Regions from separate parts of the Mus musculus genome. Here all the other regions are linked to region 3. Evidence: chromatin contacts called from public HiChIP or PLAC-seq and capture Hi-C data. All regions are on one chromosome and are shown on one strand. The core of a region is the stretch at or near the end of the contact, and the rest is flanking DNA. Distances in the headings are between cores, read along the strand shown.

What was found. HiChIP or PLAC-seq counts read pairs in DNA pulled down with a chosen protein or histone mark. Capture Hi-C pulls out chosen DNA fragments and counts their contacts.
Region 1: a contact with region 3 is called in an H3K27ac HiChIP or PLAC-seq map of embryonic stem cells, with 3 times the contacts expected there. The contact joins two enhancer-like sites. A contact is called at or near these places in 6 of 39 promoter capture datasets (the C10 cell line, the HPC-7 cell line, HPC-7-derived erythroid cells and 3 more), 3 of 15 datasets of contacts at CTCF or cohesin (CD8 T cells, large pre-B cells and pro-B cells), 11 of 484 Hi-C or Micro-C datasets (the 63-12 cell line, B cells, the G1E-ER4 cell line and 6 more), 5 of 115 datasets of contacts at active chromatin or transcription factors (embryonic stem cells, epiblast stem cells, extraembryonic endoderm stem cells and 1 more) and 1 of 9 other capture datasets (embryonic stem cells).
Region 2: a contact with region 3 is called in a capture Hi-C map of embryonic stem cells, with 2.3 times the contacts expected there. The contact joins two enhancer-like sites. A contact is called at or near these places in 3 of 39 promoter capture datasets (the C10 cell line, embryonic stem cells and pre-B cells), 1 of 15 datasets of contacts at CTCF or cohesin (large pre-B cells), 5 of 484 Hi-C or Micro-C datasets (B cells, the G1E-ER4 cell line, brain and 1 more), 3 of 115 datasets of contacts at active chromatin or transcription factors (embryonic stem cells, epiblast stem cells and extraembryonic endoderm stem cells) and 1 of 9 other capture datasets (embryonic stem cells).
Region 4: an H3K27ac HiChIP or PLAC-seq map of embryonic stem cells shows a contact between it and region 3, with 4 times the contacts expected there. The contact joins two enhancer-like sites. A contact is called at or near these places in 4 of 39 promoter capture datasets (the C10 cell line, cranial neural crest, embryonic stem cells and 1 more), 1 of 115 datasets of contacts at active chromatin or transcription factors (embryonic stem cells) and 1 of 9 other capture datasets (embryonic stem cells).

The regions. Positions count from the first base shown.
Region 1 is chr1:153,105,955-153,111,767 of GRCm38.p6, forward strand. The region is part of intron 8 of Nmnat2 (nicotinamide nucleotide adenylyltransferase 2); the gene reads left to right. Among named protein-coding and RNA genes, the nearest start is that of Lamc2, 78 kb to the right of the region's middle. Within about 2 kb of position 3,622, at least 30 of the 459 cell types and tissues checked have an H3K27ac peak or open chromatin away from gene starts, as enhancers often do. A contact at or near this core is called in embryonic stem cells, where this site is marked.
Region 2 is chr1:153,080,240-153,085,299 of GRCm38.p6, forward strand. The region is part of intron 4 of Nmnat2 (nicotinamide nucleotide adenylyltransferase 2); the gene reads left to right. Among named protein-coding and RNA genes, the nearest start is that of Lamc2, 100 kb to the right of the region's middle. Within about 2 kb of position 3,307, at least 51 of the 459 cell types and tissues checked have an H3K27ac peak or open chromatin away from gene starts, as enhancers often do. A contact at or near this core is called in embryonic stem cells, where this site is marked.
Region 3 is chr1:153,450,735-153,456,464 of GRCm38.p6, forward strand. Shcbp1l (Shc SH2-domain binding protein 1-like) reads left to right here. Exons shown (of 10, transcript NM_001033162.2): 10 at 1,479-1,840. The coding sequence ends at 1,730. Dhx9 (DEAH (Asp-Glu-Ala-His) box polypeptide 9) reads right to left here. Exons shown (of 28, transcript NM_007842.2): 28 at 5,024-5,730. The coding sequence ends at 5,335. Among named protein-coding and RNA genes, the nearest start is that of n-TIaat13, 5.1 kb to the right of the region's middle. Within about 2 kb of position 2,592, at least 17 of the 459 cell types and tissues checked have an H3K27ac peak or open chromatin away from gene starts, as enhancers often do. A contact at or near this core is called in embryonic stem cells, where this site is marked.
Region 4 is chr1:153,036,563-153,041,815 of GRCm38.p6, forward strand. The region is part of intron 1 of Nmnat2 (nicotinamide nucleotide adenylyltransferase 2); the gene reads left to right. Among named protein-coding and RNA genes, the nearest start is that of Nmnat2, 84 kb to the left of the region's middle. Within about 2 kb of position 3,704, at least 107 of the 459 cell types and tissues checked have an H3K27ac peak or open chromatin away from gene starts, as enhancers often do. A contact at or near this core is called in embryonic stem cells, where this site is marked.

The DNA.
Region 1 (5,813 bases), core at 2,372-4,871, 340 kb before region 3:
CTCAGAATCCAAAAAGGCTAAAGTGCAACTCTGAGTTAGGCTTGTAGCACACGTGCACAGGGATGGGAACGTCTCACTTCTTCCGTTTATTTATTTTGTTTGTTTGTTTGTTTACTGGGCAGTTTCATGTATCCCGGGCCTGCCTCAAACTCTCTGTGTAGCTAAAAATGACCGAAGCTTCTAATCCTCCTGCCTCCATCTCTCGAGTGCTGGGATTAGAGGTATATACCATCATGCCTGGTTTAGGCAGAGCTAGGGACTGAGCCCTGGCTTCAGACATGCCTGGCAAGCGCTATCAGTGAGCTGTATTCCCACCCCCGATGAAAGTTTAATATAACATAATGGAGATGGTATCATCCAAAAGTAGAGGTCTGAATGTTGGGAACAGACTGAAAAAGGCAAGAAATTAGCATCAAGGCCAGGACATCCATGTGAGAAGGATCAGGGCTAAGGACTCCCCCGATACAGCAAACCTCGTGGTTATAAACATGGACCATTCTTCTACAGCTATGGACACAGTTATAAACAGTGACTATTTATACTCCCGGAGGGTGTAGGGCAGTCAGATAACCAACTCTTCTAGACAAGGGGCTGTGTTCCTAGCTCCTGGCCTCCTCCTCCCCCAGACCATTCTTTACTTCTCTCTTACAGCCAATTCCTCTCTACCTCTCACTTAGGACACTTGTTTCTGCTGTTATGGACACCCAGACTAACCAGAATGTTTTCAAGATGAATTCCCTTGGTTTAATCATATGAGATAACAGTCACAAGTCCCAGGAATTTGGACTTGGGTATGTGGGGCAGGGGAAGTCATTACACCAGTGGAGACTTGGACCCAGGTATAAATGAGAACTGAGCAGAGTCATATATGTTTTTTGTTTTGTTTTATTGTTTTTAGACAAGGTCGAATATAACCCAGGCAGGCTTTGAACTATTTACTGATCTTCCTACCTCCACCTCCCAGTGCAGGGATTTCAGACATACTCCACCAAACCTGGCTCATACATTTGTTTTGAAGACAGAATTAATTGAATTTCCTTGTAGGCTGAATATAAGATATAAAAGAAAGGGGTACAAAGACCATAGGAAAACACTTCTTTGGGGCAGAGGGAGTCTGTATTATGTAGTTTTCTATTGCTGTGATAAAACACCAAGACAAAGACAAGTTACAGATGAAAGAGTTTATATGGGCTTTCTGTTCTAGAGGGTTAGAGTCCATGATTGAAGAACAGGGGCAGTGGACATGGTAGGAGGACCAGCAAGCTCAGATCTTGAACAGGAAGCAGAGAGAGAGTGCCCTGGGAATGATAGGAGGCCTTTGAAACCTCAGGGCCCACCCCAGTGACATACTTCCTCCAGCAAGGCCATGCCTCCTAAACCTATCCCAGCAGCTCTACCAACTGGGGACCAACACCTGGACCTCTGAGGTACAGTCTCATTCAAACTCCCAAAGAGCCTTTTTACAATAATGGATCCAGAGATTCATGAACATATTAAGATAGAAATATATCCTATGCTGGAAATACTGATTCAAGAGCCTTTAGTGTGTCCTTCAGTTAGCTTTGAAATGGAATGAAACACTTGTGGTTGTCAATATGGGTCCAAGGACAGGGAAGCCTGGTGGAGTCTGGTGTGTCAGGGTCTGAGAGGACTGGGAATCAGCATAGAGACCCAAAGGGTCATCTACAGAGGAAGGAGAACAGGAGATGTGGAGTCTAGCTGGGGGCCCGAGCCAGAGACCAGAGACATAGGGGATAGGACGGGCAGCTGAGTTCTACAGGGCAGACAACTCTCTACCTGACACCTTTGTCCATCCTTACACTCTCTGGCATGAAAAACCCACCACCTAGAACAGCAGAGATTATCTCTAGTGTCTGACCTGAAGCCAGGAAGAGGGACTGCTAATGTGCAGGTCTTATGGGCTCTTCTCCTCAATCTATTGGTGGTCTCCAGGGGCAAATCTGTCACCTGTTATTACAAAGGAGAAGCATCTCCAGCCACAAAGGCTCCATCTGCCTACCACCCACCAAGCCTTGGCATGGTTCCTGATTGGGTGTCAGATCATTTGATCCTGAGTGGAAAGCAGCAGGCAGCTGCACTCACGTCAGCCACAGAGCTATTCCCTCGTGGGCACCAACTGCCATTCAGAGCCATTCCGTTCATGCTTTCAACTCGAACATTTGCTCTGAATGGCTCCCTTACCACACACATCATCCAGAGAGCGCCCATCAAATGTGCGTTATCTGGCTGTTAGAGTCAAGCGATGGGAAGCAGGCCTGCCATTACTTAACTCACACCAGATTATCCCAAAACATCTGCAGGAACAGGCAGTTTAAGGATCTCTGTGTGCTTCTACTTCAGTGAATTCTCAGTTTATCCTTCCCTTATCTTCCCTGGCATGCCCATGTTTCCAGTTCTAATTCTTTTTTTTTTTTTTTAAAGATTTATTTATTTATTATATGTAAGTACACTGTAGCTGTCTTCAGACACTCCAGAAGAGGGAGTTAGATCTTGTTACAGATGGTTGTGAGCCACCATATGGTTGCTGGGATTTGAACTCCGGACCTTTGGAAGAGCAGTCGGGTGCTCTTACCCACTGAGCCATCTTACCAGCCCTCCAGTTCTAATTCTATATTTGACTGACTCATGAACTCAGTTGCACACCAGAATCACCTGGGGGGTGGGGGGGTGGGGTGGGGATTGTTGTTGTCTGGGACATTTTAGTTTAATTGATCTTGGGTATGAGTCTATGTTTGGAATTTTTAGTTTCCTAGGTAATTCTTTATTGTTGTTGTTTCAAAATTTAAAGTTGCATTTATTTATTTGTTTGTTTTGACTTCTTTGTTTTCTGTGTGTGTGTGTGTGTGTGTGTGTGTGTGTGTGTGTGTGTGTGCGTGCGTGCGTGCGTGCGTGAACATGCATGCATGCCACAGTTCATGTGTGGAGGTCAGAGGACAACTTATAGCCATTGGTCCTCTTCGACCACGTGGGTCCAGGGAATTGGACTCAGATTTCCAGGTTTGGTGGCAAGTGTCTTTGCCCACAGAGCCATCTCAATGTCCCACCTCATCAGGCAACTCTAGTGTGTAGGCAAGTGTGAGAATCGGTTACTGAACAGTGAACCCAGTGCAGGGTCTAACAACTGACAAGAGGAGCTGTAGCTCTCTGCAGATTCCTGCCTTGCCTCTCCTGAGCATTCCAGGCCCATAGGACAGAAGCCTTGATGCAAACTTAATGTGAACCCCACCTACATAAACCATGCTGTATGCTGCTCCATATCCAGATGGCATGACTAGGTGGAGGCTCTGATACTGTATGCTTAGCTTGTAGTCTCCCCTACCCCCACCCCCACACACTCCCACCCCAGGGTGCTCAAGGCTGACCTTTTATTTTAGCAATGTCAGAGTTCTAACGATGTTTTTGTTTTGTTTTGATTTGTTTTTTTTTTGTTGTTTTTGTTTTTGTTTTTGTTTTTGGAGACAGGGTTTTTCTGTGTAACAGCCCTGGCTGTCCTGGAGCTCGGTTTGTAGACTAGACTGACCTTGAACTCACAGAGATCTGTCTACATCTGCCTCCCAAAGGGCTAGGACCAAAGATAGGCATGTGTTACCACGCCCAGCCCTAGCTGCAATTTTATGTTAAGCAGTTGTTAAGCCACAGGGAAAGCAGAGTAAAGGTGGGTAGAAACACCCAAGGATATGTCACACACACACACACACACACACACACACACACACACACACACGCTCACACACACGCTCACACACAGGCACATGCACACACACACTCACACGCAGAGGTACACATACACACACATGCACACACTCACATGCACACACACAGAATTAAGCTAACAATGGCATTCTGACAGTGTGCACCTTTCTGGTAGAGAAGAATGGACCACAGATCTTCATCATTTCTGCTTCTGTGAAACCAGCTTTAAGAATTATGGGGGGGGGGGGGATTCTGAGTCCTTTCCCCCTAAAGCAGGTCTTGCTCAATGATTGAACTGCTTACAAGCAACGTCCTTCCTCCTCCTGTGAGATCCAGAACTGGCAGGATCTAACCCTGCTACCAGATGCTGTAAATTCCTAGCTCCTGGAACTGAACATCAGCACATTTCTAGAAGGCCATTTGGTAATACGTTTCAAGAGCTTGAAATACTTCCACATCCTTTTGTCCAATTATGTTACTTCTTATCCCGAGGAAATAATTAGAGATGTGATAAAAGGTTTATGTAGAAAGATAGTCATCAAAGTGTTATGTACAAAAATTAGGTTGCAAAAAACGCAGATGTAACTATAAAGGTTCCATACTATCTGACTAGGAGGAGCTACAGAAAAGGCTAGACCCCACGCTTGCACATGATTTTTCATTTATCTGTTTAGTGTGGGAGAACATGGCACAGAGGTCAGGCTGCAGGAGCTGGTTCCCCCTCTGCCATGTGGGTTCCAGGCACCGAATTCAGGCCATCAAACCAAAAGGCCTTGTACCTGCTAAGCCGTGTGGCTAGCTCCCAGGTCATCTTCATGATGTGGCAGAATGCTCGCAATATGAAATATGAATAAATGAAATAATGCAAGTTGGGGCTGGAGAGATGACTCAGTAGTTAAGAGTGTGCGTGGCTTTTTACAGAGGACCTGAGTGTGATTCTTAGCACTCTTATCCGGCTGCTCACAACTGTCTGTAAGTCCAGCTCCAGGGGCATAGCTTCTGACCCTCATAGACACTTGCGTTCAAGTATGTGCATATGTGCACACACACAGAGGCAGAGAGACACACACACACATAGCGTGGGGGAGACAGAGAGAGATACACACATACACACACACAAAGCAAGGGAGACACATACAGAGAGACAGAGAGAAACACAAACACATACACAGAGTTTAAAAACAAAATAAATCTTATCTAAAACAAGAAGAGAATGCAGGTAATTACTATTTAAGCAATTGATTTTTAATTCTTTTTTTTTTAAGATTTATTTTATGTATATGAGTACACTGTCTCTGTCTTCAGACACACCAGAAGAGGGCATCAGATCCCATCACAGATGGTTATGAGCCACCATGTGGTTGCTGGGAATTGAACTTAGGACCACTGGAAAAGCAGTCAGGGCTCTTAACCGCTGAGCCATCTCTCCAGCCCCGATTTTTAATTCTTCCTATTTGCAGTGTTTGGGACAGGAGCCTCATGCATGCTAGGGAAACACGCTACCATTAAGCTACAACTTAATGCCTCCTTTGCAGTTGAGTGATAATGTGGATCTACACAGCTCTTGACAGACAGAAAGCCCTGGGCTATGCTGGGTCAACTGTGGCTGCTGGAGAGTGTGTTTGAGACTGATTTCTATTTTTTTTCTCCTGTACTTCCCAAGCTTGTGTTATATTTGTAATTAGAAAAATGAAAACAAAGAACTGATGTGATGTCTCATGCCTGTCACTTCAGCATCTGGAAGGCTAAGGCAAGGGGATGGTGGGTTTGAGGCTAGACTAGGCTACATAACAAAATCCTTTCTCAACAACGCTCCCTCAAATGTTTATTTATTTTGTATGTTTGTAATTAAAGGATTTTATTTTTCATAATGAATCAAGCTCCTATCAAAGGCTGATCTCAGAAGTGACCCCTGTGTAAATTAGCCAGCATCCCCATCACTACCCATACACATAAGGATTCATTCTGAGTGTGTCTCTGCTTATGGCTGCCCTGGAGTCCCACAGCATAGGAGCGAGCCATATAAAAGAAGGGAGAAAAAGTCTCTCTCCTGCCCTTCTGTGAGGGCTGAGGTAAACGTGCTGGCCAGTGGAATCACT
Region 2 (5,060 bases), core at 2,057-4,556, 370 kb before region 3:
TCAGGACATGAGTCAACTTACCTACCAGCTCGTCACACGAATTTACTAATATGCTTCTGCAGCGTTCTGTGGAGAAAACCTGTTTTTCCCTTTTCTAATAAGGTAGCTGTTTTAGGATCAATCTATAAGCCAATAAGTAGATCCCTTTAAGATACTATAAAGCATTTATTAAACTCTTTGACATTAAAATATTAGATTTTGAAAATAAAGGTAAGACTTAAATAGTGTGCATGGGAATGCACTAAATAGTATGCACGGGGATACAATTTACAATACCTAAACTTTTGAATTAATAACTAGTTGACCAAATATTTTAAATACTTGGCTGTAAAGGGGCAGTGACTAATTGCACTTTCAATCAATTTTCTTAAGGAGCAGTTGTAACTAGAAGGCTTGCAAAGTTATTAAGAGTCACATGTGCATAATTTATTTATTTATTAACTAGAAATATGCATAAGCAATTGTAAATTTGAGAATTAATAGTATCTGAGGGATGAACAATTTAAGCAATTGCGAGCTCAGAGATATGGCATTGACTATTAATATACAAATTAAGGTTTGATTGTTCAGCATTTTAAAACATATCTACAGCACACAACTAGATTATTTGTGCTGGAACAGGGGAAACTGTGTCTTAAGACTCCGCCCCACAGAAGCTTAGTTGGGCCCACGTGGGCCAACGATCAGCTGGGAGGATGAGAAAAATGACTTTACAATAATGTTTTTCTTTTTGGCCAAAGAATTGTTTTGGGCACAACCAATTTTTAATTACCAATTAACAACAATTATAAAAGCTTTATTTTTTGTAGAAACTTTTGTAGTAAACTAAAACCCTAAGTAATAAAAGGATATTGTCTCTGAATCTTTTGGGTGAGGGCAAGGATTTAAGGTAAACTTTAAGAAGCATTAGTTAATAAAATACTTTTCACTTAGGAAACAATATACACTGAAAGATTAAAACTCTTGGCTTCTTGTATAGAAGCAGAAACAATAAAATTTTTTCTTACATAATGTAAAGTTACATTAGCCATACCTAGAGGCAGAATTTTCTAGTGGTTACAGTTCACTAGAAGCAAAACTCTTTGAATTAAAGCATTATTTTAAACTTCTGAATAGATCTGTAACACTGTTAAAAAGAAGTTCTCTTGAACACAGGGAAAAAACTTTCTCAGGCACTGTTTGCAAAACAAAAGAAAGGCCACAAGCCGCTCTGGGGCTGCCCAGAGCCATGTATTGACTCAAACGTAAAATACTTTTTAATCTGAGCATCTTGGCCCTCCTGTAATAAGGACCGATTTTAGAGGAACAATATAACTGTCTACGCCTCTAAATTTTGATACTCTTTCTTAAGATGACTTACAGTTAAAACGTTCTTTACAACTTTAGTGTTGTGAAAAAATTGCCCGTACTGCAGTTTCCTGCCAGGCAGCAACTATAACCAAACTGTTTGTCTAATCTATTTATAAAGACAAACATAACTAGATAACTCTGTCACAGTTTTGTATGAAGTGAGCTGTATGAGCGCTCTCATAAGATGATTACTCTTGTAATTATCTTAATTACAGTATACAGGTGAATTAAAGATCTTAAATTTGAAATCAAACTGCAAGCTTGCAGTCAATGGAACAATGGCAGTTTTAACCATAATTTTTAAGTTTTTTGTGCAAGGTTAGGATAATACCTACAACCCTGGGAAAGTAAAACCCAAGTTTAAAACAATTTATTATCTTTAAAATCAATATTAGAAGCATTACTATCATATTACAAAGTTTGGATGTCAATTAATACCTATGAATACCTATTAAAGCAAGCTTTAGTGCTTTAATAAAAAGACGTTGCTTTAAATCTTATCTTAAATTTTACTATTTAGGATACGAACCACATTAATTATTACCTAAACTAGAAATATCTTTAGAGACCCAGCCTCTTGGCCCGCTTTATGCCATGTGTCGGAAGGACTCTAAACTTGAGTTATCAAATTTAACACTAACCATCTGTAGCAATGTAACAATTATTAATCTTAACCAACAACTTATGAGCTGATTGTGAAAACACTCAGAGCACATTACCAATAAAAAAGAACCAAATGAAGCAGTTACATTTAGACCAATCAGAGAATAATAATTTTTGTAGCTACAATCATAGAATAAAAAACACTTTACCATTGTCAAACACATTAATCATAAACCATTTATTAGCTTTTTTACTCCGAAACTTAGAGGCTGTGCACTCGCCCTTATTTCCTAAAACGAACAGTTTTTCCAGCAGGGGCCCTCCCGCCATGTGTCTGATTCCTGGCTGAAACACGTGGCAGCTCTCGGCTTTGCAGATAAAGTTTTTTATACCATCTTTATTATCCAACATAAAACATAGAACATTCATTCATACAGACTGGACACGAACATACATGAATTGAACACGAGAACAGATTGGTGCACCGGACATTAGACAAGACACAAAAGGGAACAGAGTACTCCTGCTATAAGGCCCAGAGAGATATTTCTCTCTGCTTTTTGGGACATTTTCCTCCCTTATGATGCATTTTTTATTAACTGGGGCAATCTGCCTATTCCTTTTAATAAACCCTTTCTTTTCTCACGCCTCATGTAGCTTCAGAGAGCTACGGCCTACCGCCTATTACCCAGCTCCTCACTGCTGAACCTAAGTGAACCAGCGCTCGGGTTTAACGCTGTCTCAGCTTAGCCCATACCTTCTCCAGTATGAATTTCCTTTATCCTTTATTTTATGGAGCTCCGAACCAGCAGCGTCTCTTCCAAAAATCCTTTGCCGTTTCTCAGTCCCGAGTTGGTTCGCCAATTGTTGTGTCCGGCCATCAGACCACAACCTGGGTTCTAGCCTGGAAAGGCATTTTGGAAACCTGGAAGAGAAGAGGGGCTAGGTGGCGAGAGAAAGGAATGTAGCCAAGACAGTTACTCTGATCAAGGCTCAAATTTTATTGTTGCGACACTAGTTATGAAGGAAGGGGGAGGGGACCCGATTCCCGCCGAATAATCTCTGGTCCAGTAGAAAGGTGCACGTGTGTGGCTCCGCAGGTTCCAGCAGTGGGCGTGGCAGAACGAATGAGCAGGAAGCTCCACCCCTGAGCAAGCAGGTTTCAGGCTGGGGAAGGGGAGACTACAGATAGGCTGACAGATACAGCACACTGCCCTTTGTGGTCATCTCCGCACACTGCGAGTGGAACATCTTTGGCCCCGTGCTACCTAAAACGGGTCATTCTGATCCAAGGAGACCTGTATCCCAGCCCTCTCCTTGCCGTTGGAGGGGCTGTCACCACCCTCTCTTCACTGAGCAGCCTCTGACCGCCCTGCACTGCACCAACCCCCACATCCGGGCTTCATTTTACTACATGAGATGAGGGTCCCAGAACATCCTAGTAGACCAGGAGCAGGGGGAGCATGGAACACTCTGCTACTCAACCTATTACTTTCCTCTGTGGAAGTAGACAGAACATCTATCTTCAGAACCCTTCATTCCTGTCCTGATTCGGTTTTTGGTCATCTTGGAAAGACGGTGAGACAGGTCAGCCTCACTTACTCTTCTGGGAAGTGTCCACAACCAAATGATAAAAGACTGCTCCGAGCTGAACAGATGGCTCAGCAGTTAGAGAGGGCTCATGTTCAAGGCGATCTGATGCCTCTGTTGTCTGTAGACCCTGCTTTCCTATGCACCTACCACACAGACACATACATACATACATACATACATACATACATACATACATAGAATGAACGATACAACTTTTTTTTTAAGATACCTAATTTCCTGTATAAAGGTGTGTCAGTCAGGATAGGTGAAAATGTGCTGTGGTAACAAACACAATTATCAGTGGCTTACATCAGTTTATTTCTCACACTTGCCACTTGAGTTGGGGAGAGGAGTGTCATCTGGGAATCCATGTTTTTTTTTTTTTTTTTTTTTTTTTAGTCACACAGAGACCCTAAGGAAGCTTCAGAAATGGAGAGCCAAAAACCCTTCTGGTATTCTTGAGCTCTGACCTGGGCATAATGGCCATAAGGGCCTGGCCATTGTTGGGTTGTCCAAATGCCCGGGCTTTCTGGGCACTTCCTCTGTTACTCATGCCCAGAGCTTGAACCTGAGCCAGAGAAACACATTCCCAAGCTCCAGCTGAGGCAGCCCGCGGAGGCAGCCCTCGGAGGCTGGCTGATAGTGTAGCTTCCAGATGGCCCACAGCCTTGCAGCCAGAGCTCAGTGCTGCTTCCTGATAACTCCATGTTTCCCAGTCCTGGGATAAGGCTGGTGGTCCTGGTGAACTTGCCAGGGAGGTGGCCACTCGAGGCTGGGTATGTAAAAACTGCTGCGGACAGGAGAGCCATGGAGCACCGAGCAAGGGACAGGCAATGGTGGGGGTGGGGTGTGCATGGCCAATCATTTCCTTCCTGGCAGAGCAAGGTAAATGGGACCAAGGATGCAGAAAGAGAAGAAATGTCCTTGGCCACAGAATAGCTGCTAAGTGCCAGTGTGGCACTGTCTTTTCTGGTGGTAAAATAATAATTAAAGACTGTAGATTACCTCTTCATTCCATCAGCTGCAGCTGGGCAGAGGATCCCACAAAGCAGGCTGGGAAGCTGTCTTACAGATGCAGTTGGATGTCCCTGTGACCTCCTCATGTTAGGAGCAGTCAGAAGTGATGGGTTAGCCCACCAAACAAATGCCCGCTCTTCTAGGGCTCAGGACTCCAGGCATTCCGCCTGCAGGATCCCCTTTAGAAGCTGTGCCCAGAGAGTCTTCCTGCTCATCCCTGGGGCTTGAGGGTTCTTTCACAGCAGGACTCCAATCCTGAAAATGCAGTGGGTACCCTCACCTGGGAGATAATGGCTTTTGGGGAAGGGACCTTAATTATGCACTTAATCTCATGATTCTCTGTCGCCCTCTGACCCTGGGTAAAGGTGGGTTGCTTCTGTCTCCACTGTGGAGAAAGCTACTTTCTCAGCCCTGTACGTTCTCCATCACTGAGGGAGCAATGGGCGTGATAACACAGGATGTGGGATAATGTATCTCAAGTCACCATGTGGTTCTGA
Region 3 (5,730 bases), core at 1,342-3,841:
AGGAAAGGAATTAAGGCTACTCTTGGCATGCTGTGGTGGCACAGACCTTCAAGCCAATTACTTTGGAGGCAAAGGCAGATGGGTCTCTAGTAGTTGGGGGCCAGCCTGGTCCCAGTGAGATCCAGATCAGGCAAGGCTGTTATATAGTGAGACTTTGGATTTTCAGATTATAAGGATATTCAGTCAGCACCAGTAGACCACCCATGCTGCCAATGACCCCACAGAGTTTTCAATAAAATCAGGTATCTGGTTGTAATGGGGAAAATGTACAAGGGAGCACTGTAAGGTCAGTTTTGAAATACCCAATTTATCTTTAATTTCTGTTCTTAAGTATTTCTCAGTTATTCAAAAAGGGTTAGCTTCATCAGGACCACTTTTTTTTGTTTTTGTTTTTGGAGACAGGATTTCTCTGTGTAGCCCTGGCTGTCCTGGAACTCACTTTGTAGACCTCAAACTCAGAAATCCGCCTGCCTCTGCCTGAGTGCTGTGATTAAAGGCGTGGGCCACCACGCCCGGCATCAGGACCACTTTTAACCATTCTTGCAGAGGTACAACCTAGCTACCAATTCAGTAGGTCTGGAGTAAAGCCTCAGAATTTGTACCCGTCAGTTTCCAAAGTGATGCTGAAATTACTTGTCACTAAAACATAAACCCACTGATCACCATGACACCTTAGAACAGCACAACACCGACACTGCCTGGTGGATGAGTGGAACTGCAGCATCCTGAAGGCCAGCGTGAGCAGAGCCAAGAAAGAAAGCAGAGGCAGGAGGATGGAAAGTAAATAGCAAGCAAAATCCAACAACAAACCCCTGCATATCCTTGAGCCTTATTCCACAGTATGGTTTAAACCAGATCCCTGCCAAGTTCCCTGTGTAGTATGTTCATGTTAACCTTTTACCTGAGACACATTTCTCTGTAATGAGTGAATACTCCATTATAATCACTGTTCTTAAAAGAAGTGGTTACTTGTAACGAGCATTCTAGTTTATTGGCAGCCTGTCCTTTTATCAAATCATGCTGTTTTATTGGCCTATTGTATTTTTTACCATATTGTCTGAATTTTTTTGTTTTGTTTTGTTTTCTAAGACAGGGTTTCCTGGCTGTCCTGGAACTTGCTCTGTAGACCAGGCTGGCCTCGAACTTAGTAATCTGCCTGCCTGCCTCTGACTCCCAAGTGCTGGGATTACAGGCATGCGTCACCACTGCCCGGCCTGAAATAATTTTCATGTTTGATCATGTTACAGACGTTAACAGGCTGCATCCCCTAGCTACAATGATTTATATCAGTTTAGGATAAAACATGAAAAAACCCTATACTTTTTCATTCACATGTGTACTAAGGTTGATGAATGTGAAGCTAACTGTTGTAGCTTTAAAGAACCCTGTTGACTCCAGAGTCAGTCTCAGTGCCATCTTAAGTTTGTTGTTTTTATACCAAATCACTGGACAGCTTATTTTCTCAAACAATTTAACAGGTTCTTCCAGCACCCAAACTGAAGATGACGAACAATCATATCTACAACAACAATGGCTATGGAGTGAGCATTCTTCAGCCATCGGAACAGTTCTTTATTGTAGCAGAAGCAGCTCTCAACAAAGGGGCTGCTTCAGGAGATAAGAAAGATGACAAAATGCTCTCCAAAGTCATGCAAACTCTGAATGTGGAAATGAACAACAACAGGATAGAAGCCAACTTAAAGGGGGATATTAGGATAGTCACCGGGTAAAGTGTCTGGATAGGTGTTCGTTCGTGTTTTATAGTTCAGGAATGTGATAAATGATTCTTGTATCTCAGAAATGGTTGTTTTAAATTCAAAGATTAAAATGTTTAAATGCTTGCTGTCTTTCAATTAGTGGTTTTAATGTGTTGGCTAAGATTCTAGCTTTATAAAGGTGAGTCATATGCCACAGAATTTACTCTAGAAAGCATAGCTAAGGGGCTGGGGATGTAGCTCAGAAGGTGAAGTACTGGCCTGGCATGTGAAAGCAAAGCCCTGGGTTCCAGCACCAGCGCCACAGAATCCCCACCCGAATGAAGAATGCCTATGATCCCAGTCCCAGGGAGATGGAGTTAGTGGCCAGCTTGAGCCATTTTTGGTAATTAGGTTCACCTGGATAATCCAGAATACCTCCCCATCCCAGAGACCTTAACCTAAACCACATAAGCAAACTGAACCTTGTCATAATAAAGTATGCTTCGACAGTTCCTGAGAACTAGGAACATTAATGTCTTTGACAACTATTTTTCCTACAACCTGTATTTTCTCAGCCAAGGGAATCTAAATTCAATGGGATGTTTCCTTGATAAGGACCAATACACAGCTTCTTTGTGTGCATACCAACCAGGGACAGAACCATGAGCCTTACAAGTACTAAGCACACATTCTACCATTTGTCACATTACTCCCTCTGAACTTGATAAGCATCCAAAAAAAAAAAAAAGAGGGCCTCAATTGAGTTGTAACAGCCCTGGCTATCCTAGAACCCCCTCACACTGTAGACCAGATTGGCTTGAACTCAAGAGATCCATCCACCTGCCTCTCTGCCTTGAGTGCTGTGATTAATGGTGTGCTCCACCACACCCAGCTACTCCCAGACAGGTGCTCCTGGATGTAGGGAAGGACTGAGCAAGGCAGTTTGCTTCAGTCCCTGCTAAGACTTCCTTCATAACCCTTTCCACCCCAAGATGCTTGACCAGCATAGCAACAGAAACCCTAAGGCACCCCGCTCCCGTAAGCCTTTGTATATACTCAAGATTCGAATTCACTCAGAAGGGTGTTTGTTTTTAAGACAGTGTTTCTCTGTGCAGTCCTGGCTATCCTGGAACTCACTCTGTAGACCAGGCTGGCCTCAAGTGCTGGGACTAAAGGCATGAGTCACCACTGCCCAGATCACACTGCCTTTTAAATGGCTTTTGAAACCCCCACCCACTCTTTAGCAACTCCACAAACTTTTGATGTTCTGGACAAAGGACTTAGCCACTAAGATTGTTACCAAGGTTCCCAGTCTTTCACACAGCTAAAACCTGAAGGATCACAAAGTCTGACAAATGCATTTGTCCCAGCCACAATTAAAAGGCATACAGATCCATCCTTGCACTTCCAAAAAGTGATTTATACCTAAAACCTTCAAATTCAGTAACTGTTTTAGAAGTCAAAAACAATTTTATTAGCACCAATCCAATGTGCTCTGTGACAATTGTGCTTGGATGTCTGCTGTCTGGACAGATCTGAAGATGACCCCATTCATATTCTCTTGATCTGTCCCCATGGTACCAAACTCCAGATTCTAATCTGAACATGGCTTCCAGAAACTGGTGTTTGTTTTCTGTGGTAAACTTTTAATCTGATAACCTCCTTTCAATTTCTTACTATAGGGTAGTAAGGCTACACTATATAATTAATGCTCATATTAAGAACAGCATGTTGGAGCCAGGCGTGGTGGCACACATTTAATCCCAGAATTTGGGAGGCGGAGGCAGGCAGATTTATGAATTTGAGGCCAGTCTGGTCTGCAGAGTGATGGCTCAGCAAGTAAGAGCACTGACTGCTCTTCCTAAAGTCCCAAATTCAAATCACAGCAACATCATGGTGGCTCACAACCATCCATGAGATCTGACCCCCTCTTCTGGTGTGGCAGAAGACAGCTACAGTGTACTTATGTATAATAAATAAACCTTAGGGCTGGAGCGAGCGGAGTTGACTGGAGCAAGCGGAGGTCCTAAAAATTCAATTCCCAACAACCACACGAAGGCTCACAACCATCTGTACAGCTACAGTGTACTCACATACATAAATCTTTTAAAAAAATGAAAGAAAAGCATGTTTAAGTGCAGTGAGATAATCTACTATGCAAGCTACTTAATCTAACTGGTGCTTAGACCTCCATCTCATGTGAAGAGATCACTGCTTTGAGACTGTGGCAATGACATCGACTAACATCCAAATCTGGGAAACTAGAGCTGGAAGAACAAGTTCTGGACCTATGGAGGGCTCTTGAGTTTCAATACTGAAAAACATGACTATACTCAATGGTTCTCTGTAACTCCAGACTACAAATCTTAGGCTCCCACCATATAGGGGGGTGAACAGTGCATACAACTCAACTTCACATTTCTCAAAGTTATTTATTCCACCCCAAATGGAGCATGTGGGATTTTCTAATTCTTACTTTTCATACCATGTAAAGATCAAAAGCACCAAAACCCATCAATATTCATGGCTAGTACAGCTTGTAAGAGTGGTTACAGAGAAATTATCCTCTAAGCAAAAGGGTAATGCTTTGGGTATAGGATCAATTATTTTATAAGCAAGCTAAGGCCTACTAAGATATAGGGAATAATTTTTTTTTAAGAGAACAGAGATCAGACTAGATGTAACATGCAATGAAGTAACTAAACTCTGTGTTCACACACATGGAAATGACAAATTTTAACAGACTGTTAACAGAGGAAGTCATGATGTTTGGCCCCCATTGATCTGATCTCCCTCCAACAATGCAGACACAGGACTACATACTAATAGTGCTTGCCTAACATGCCACAGGGCCTGGGTTTTCCAGGATTTCTTGTTCCCCAAAGAACTCTAGCAACTTACTGGAAATTTCAAAAATTATCAAAAGCACCTGTAACTTTACATACTTTGGGATACATGTTAATGGGAAGAACTGGCCAACTTCTCTACACCTAAATACTGAGTCATACATTATAGGTCTCACCTACCATTGCCTAAATGTGTTCAAGGCCTCTATAGCTTTTATTTGGCCTTACTTTTCCTGATGCACCCACAACCCCTGGAAACTAATTTGGAATAGAAAATGCTGGCCTTAGTCTTTTGTTTTCAAAGACAAATATTTTAACTAAAATCAGATGTTTTTCACCAGAGTTACTAACACACCTTAAATAAATCTCTGAGGTTGAGGCAAACCAGCTAGTTCCTGGATATACTGAGACCCTAACATTAAAAGGGGGGAATATAGGCTCAACTCTTATTCTGTAAAAAAGAACATCAATGACACAATCAATTTTCAGTATAATACTTTATTTTCTATTAAATGAAAACCAAGAAAATGTCAAGTTAAGTTAAAAGGCAAACCTTTACCCCTTCAAGAAAAAAAAATACAAACTGTATGTATGATACTTGTATAACAGGTCATATTTTACATTACACAATATAAAACAAAATCACTAGTCTACATTTGTTGCTTGAAACTACACATGAACTACAGATTAAGTGGGAAATGGGTTTACTTTTTTGGTGCAAATAAACATCTTGGAAAAACATACAGCATGCATTTTTCAACTGTATGCACAGGCTCCGACAGAGTCCAGTCTTAATAGCCACCACCACCCCCTCCTCCTCTTCCTTGTCCAAAATAACCACCTCCATAACCCCTTCGCTGGAATCCTCCAGATCCTCTATAGCCCCCACCGGATCCCCGGTAGTCTCCACTGGACCCTCTGTAGTCTCCACCAAAGTTGTTTCTGTAGCCTCCTTGGGAACCTCCTCTATACCCTCCCCCGCCACCACCATAATTCCCACGGTAAGAGTTGGGGCTTATACTATAACCTTCCCCACCACCATAACCCCCTCCCCCACCTCCATATCCTCCACTGCCTCCTCCATAGCCACCACCACCACCTCCTCCATAGCCACCACCTCCAACACCATACCCTCCCCCACCACTTCCAAAGCCCCCACTACCCCCAAATCCGCCACCTCCACCTCC
Region 4 (5,253 bases), core at 2,454-4,953, 410 kb before region 3:
GTTCCTGGGGCGAGACTACAGTGGGAAGGGGTTCTGGAGTATAGCCCAAGCCTCAAACCAGCTCCCACCCCTCCCTTCTTCATTACATTGTCTGCCTTTTGTACCGTGGCCTACCATCTACTGACGTTCCAGGATGACAAAACACTCTTCAACACACCTTGAGTGTCAGAGTCAGGGTTTACTGCTGTGAGCAGACACCATGACCAAGGCAACTCTTATAAGGACAACATTTAATTGGGCCTGGCTTACAAGTTCAGAGGTTCAGTCCATTATCATCAAGGCAGGAACATGACAGCATCCAGGCAGGCATGGTGCAGGAGAAGCTGAGTTCTACATTTTCATCTGAAGGCTGCTAACAGAACACTGGCTTCCAGGCAACTAGGATAGGGGTCTTTGTTGTTGTTTGTTTGTTTTGTTTTTCGAGACAGGGTTTCTCTGTGTAGCGCAGGCTGTCCTGGAACTCACTCTGTAGACCAGGCTGGCCTTGAACTAAAAAATCCGCCTACCTCTGCCTCCCAAGTGCTAGGATTAAAGTCATGCGCCACCATTGCCCAGCTAGGATAGGGGTCTTAAAGCCCACACCCACAGTGACATGCCTACTCCAACAGGGCCACACCTCCAAATAGTGCCCCTTCCTGGATCAAACATATACAAACCATGACAGTGAGCTTCAGAGAACTTTTGCCTTTTCTTCTTCTTCCCTCCCTCCGACCTTCCATTCTTCCCATTCTCCCTCCCTTCCTTCCTATTCGGTTCTGGCGTTGAACAATCAGCACACTAAGCATGCACATTAGCACTAACCCACACCTCAGAGTTTGGGTTTCTGTTACTTTGTTTCAGTTTGTTTCTGTTACTTTGTTTCAGTTTGAACCCCCACCCTTTTGTCTCAGGCCCCTGAGTAGCTGAAGTTACAGACCACCAAGCAGGCTCTGCTGGCTTGTAGGGTTTGTTTACACTGTATGCTGGACCATATTCAAAATGCTTCCCTAGTGTTCCTTAAGGCAGTGCTTATACTGATCCTGTGTGACAGACACAGTTTTACAGGCAGGCAAGAGAGACATCAAAGAGTTAAGTGCCGGCCTACATTCACGCAGCTGGAGAATGGTAGATCTGAATTTGAGCCAGTGGTGGCTCCAGACACAGGTTCTCCATCACCACAGCCTTGCTCTATCTCACCTAATTTCCTTGCTAGACAACCAGTCACCTCTTCCCCCCATTCATGGGGTTGGAGTTGAAGCCTGAGAGAAGGGCAGAGTGGGAGGTCCTTAAGCAAAGGCTTCGAAATTAACATATGAAAGAAGCCAGCTGGCTAAGACAAAGGCTGGCTCAGTCTAGGGGCACACTGTACCCACAAGCAAATGAGCACAAGGTACCCATGGCACATTAAAATACTAATACAGGAACGCTCCCCGGTGGTGGAGATGTGCAGTTGTGTGATGCATGAAGTTGTATGTAGAACTACACTTAACTGATGGAGCAGACCCAGGGAAGCCAATGCCCACCCCCACCCCCAAGCCTCTGCACTGTGACATGAAAGCCCCAAGCATGTGGGCATTGCCCGGAGTTGTCCTCTTTGCTCAGGACACTTAGAGATGACTATCTCCTAACAAACCGCTCCAACTGTGTGGCACCCACCCAACTCCTTGTTCCTGGAAGCCCCGCGAAGTGTCTTTTGAACCCTGGTACCCTCTGATTGATATCTGGTGGTAAGGGAAAGCCCCAGCATCAAAGCTGGGGCACAGGCTGGGGGTAAATAAACATGATCTCTATCCGGGGTGTGCTGTCACCCATGGATCCCGCCCACATCTTTCAGAGGACAGGCTAGATACATGAGGTTACCTTTCAGCCGCAATACCTGCTCGGGATGCTCCATAGCATTCTCAGCCAAGTGTGGGCCCAGCCGCCACTGTAGCTGCCTGCATCTCACCTTGAGGATTCCTGTATGAGATGGAGGAGGGAGGAAGGCAGACACTTGTCAGAAAAGTGACAGTGGATGCCGGTGGGAAGGAACGGTTGGCCTTGGTCGTATCCCTGCATGAGAGAATGTCTTACTTAGAGATTTCTTGCTGTGAAGAGACACCATGACCACTTCAACTCCTATAAAGGAAACTGTTTAACTGGGGCTGGCTTACAGTTTCAGAGGTTCAGTCCTTTATCGCTATAGCGGAGTATGGCAGCATGCAGTCATATGTGGTGCTGAAGAGTTCTACATCTTGATCCACAGTCAGCAGAAAAAGACTGTGTTCCACACATTGCTTGAGCATATGAGACCTCAAAGCCCACCTCACAGTGACACACTTCCTTCAGGGCCACACCTACTCCAACAAGGCCACAACTCCTAATAGTGCCACTCCTTATGGCCCAAGTGTTCACATACATGAGTCTATTCAAACCACCACTGGGAGACCTTAGGCCTTGGATAATAGTCTCAGCAGAGTCATCTACATGACAGGCTCTGTAATGGAGCTGCTAAGGGCTGTTCTTTTTGTTTGTTTGTTTGTTTTTGTTTTTTGAGACTGGGTTTCTCTGTGTAGCCCTGGCTGTCCTGGAACTCACTTTGTAGACCAGGCTGGCCTCGAACTCAGAAATCCGCCTGCCTCTGCCTCCCAAGTGCTGGGATTAGAGGCATGCGCCACCACTGCCCGGCTTGGACTAAGTCTTATAAGCAACTTTTTGTGCTTTGTTGTGAGACAGGGTCTCTCTGCACAGCTCTGACTTGCCCACTGAATGCTGGGATTATGGGTGTATCCCACCAACTTGGCTCTAAGTGTTTAATACCCTTAAACAGAGAGAAAGAGCCAGAGAGACAGAGAAAGAAAGAGAAAGAGAGAGAGAAAGCCATCCCCAGTTAAAGGTTCTCCTTTATAGGAGTTGCAGTGGTCATGGTGTCTCTTCACAGCAAGAAATCCCTAAGTAAGACATTCTCTCACGCAGAGAGAGAGACAGAGACAGACAGAGACAGAGAGACAGACAGACAGACAGAGAGGGTGTGTTAAAATTAGCACTGTTTCTTAGGAGAATTGCTGATGGTATCATTGCTGCTGTTCTTATTTGTGGAGTGTTAGAGATAAAAATCATTTTAGCAAGAAGTATGTTATTGAAAAAGAAATCATGAACCCCACAGGTGGAAATGAACTTCAGAGAAGCCAGAACCCCAAACCTAGAAAGCACTGGGGAGCCACTAGAGTATCTGCCCTCTCTTCTTTCCTCTTGCTCTGTATCTAATTCACTGTTCTTTCTGCAGAATTGTTTCCTCTGCATGAACAGCTCAGAAATGGTCCACAGTAGCCCCTCAGGCCTCCACAAGAGCTGTCTGCACGTTTCCCTTCTCTTGTATGCTGTCTTCTCATCCAGATATCCAAGGCAGGATTTCTATCGACTACTATTCTAGTCCCTTCAGCTAAGGGTGGGGAAGGAAAGGGTCAGAGTTCACAAACTGGGTGTCAATTTCCTATCACTGTGGGTCCCCAAGCCAGTACAGAAAAACACTGTAGACCAAGACGATGTTTCTCAAGATCTCTTCCACAGGATGAAAAGACTTTAAGCCACACGGCAGTAGCACTGCATTGGGAGGCTAGCAGACAGGACAGAGAGAAGCAAGTGTCCTGGACTAGAGCCAGGAGAGTCACCAGCTCCTGACACTGTGCACAAAAGAGCAGGTCAACAATACTGGTGCTGACTCAGCCTGAGGCTCTGCAGGGATTCGCTCTGCTTTCCACTCCCCTTCAAAGGATCTAGAGAACAAAGGCCTATTGTCCAAGGGCATTGCCCAAGGGGGCAGAGATGGTGAATTCCACCAGAGGGCACTCCTCAGAAAGACTTGGTTCACCTTTCTGGGAGCGCCCAGGATTCTCTCTTGAGAATGCTCTTTGAGCATTCAGGGTTAGCTGATCTCAGCTTCAGAGTAGAACATTGGGACCTCTGAAGTGAGAAAGAGTAGAGCAGGGTGACAGGGAGTGAGGTCATGACCTGTGACCTCTAGATGACCTATCTACATTGTGCTCTCAGGGCTCTGTGTGGTGTGAAATACCAGGTGATGCTCTTCTCCAAGAACACCCTCCTCTTTCCTGCTCTCTTCATTCTGGCTGGAGTGTTGGCTGTAGCCACTCCATGACTGCCAGGGAGCTTCAGGGACAGCTGATATGATGAGCTCCAACATTTAGTAAGGGTTTTTGCAGGAAAGCTGCTTGCAGAGTTACAGAGGATGTCAGGGAGAATGTGTGGCATTGACAGCCAGCACCTCTAAAATGGGGGAGCCAGGAAGAGGAGGGACAGGACAAGCGAGGAGCTGCCTGGGACACACAGAAAAGACCAGCATCCAAAGACTCTAAATCTCCAGGCACTGCTCCCGAGAGAGCTGCCTGAGCCACTAAGAAATGTCTTTATGACAATGAAAAGTGACCTGGTGTGTGGGTGTGCAGAGAACTCCATGCGGTCGGACAAACATTTCCCACTCTCCTCAGCCTCCCCATCCTGTTACTTGGTCCGTGGCAAATGAATGATCTGAAAACTACTGGTCCCAGCAAGGTCCAAAGTTATTTGAAGTTTCAAAGCATCATTGGACCAAAAACAGCACAAAGTGCTGCAGTAAGGAAGCTGTTGCTGGGAGAAGAAGGGATGCATGCCAACATGGCCCATGGGCTTGTTGGCTCAGTAGTGCTAAGTCAACACATTCCATAATGTGTCATGTTAACTGAAAGAAGTCTCCTTCCTGATTCTGTCTCCACTTTTCCATTAAAAAAAGCTCAGTACATGTTGGGGAAATGGTGTGGTGCCTGCCACCCCCTCTCCCTCCATCCTGTGAGGGTGGAGACTGGTCCCACTCTCCCGGCACCCTGCTTGACACTGATTATCCAGTTGCTCTACATCAGAGCTACATCCTCTCTCCTCCCTCCAATAAATGGATTCTCATCTTGGCTGTGATGATTTTGTTTCTCGATCTATTCTTCTCACAGCCCAGGGGCTTTTCTTAAGATGTAAGTAGCTGGGGAGAGGTGGTGCATACCTTTAATCCTAGCACTTGGGAGACAGAGGCAGGCAGATTTCTGAGTTTGAGTCCAGCCTAGTCTACAGTGTGAGTTCCAGGACAGCCAGGGCTAAATAGTGAGACCCTGTCTCAAAAATCAAACCAAAACAAAGACATAAGTAAGATTATACCACTTGCTTTTTCTTTATTACTTAACAACTTCACACACACACACACACACACACACACGCTACCTCCCAGAGACCATCCAACATAAACGGTGCCTG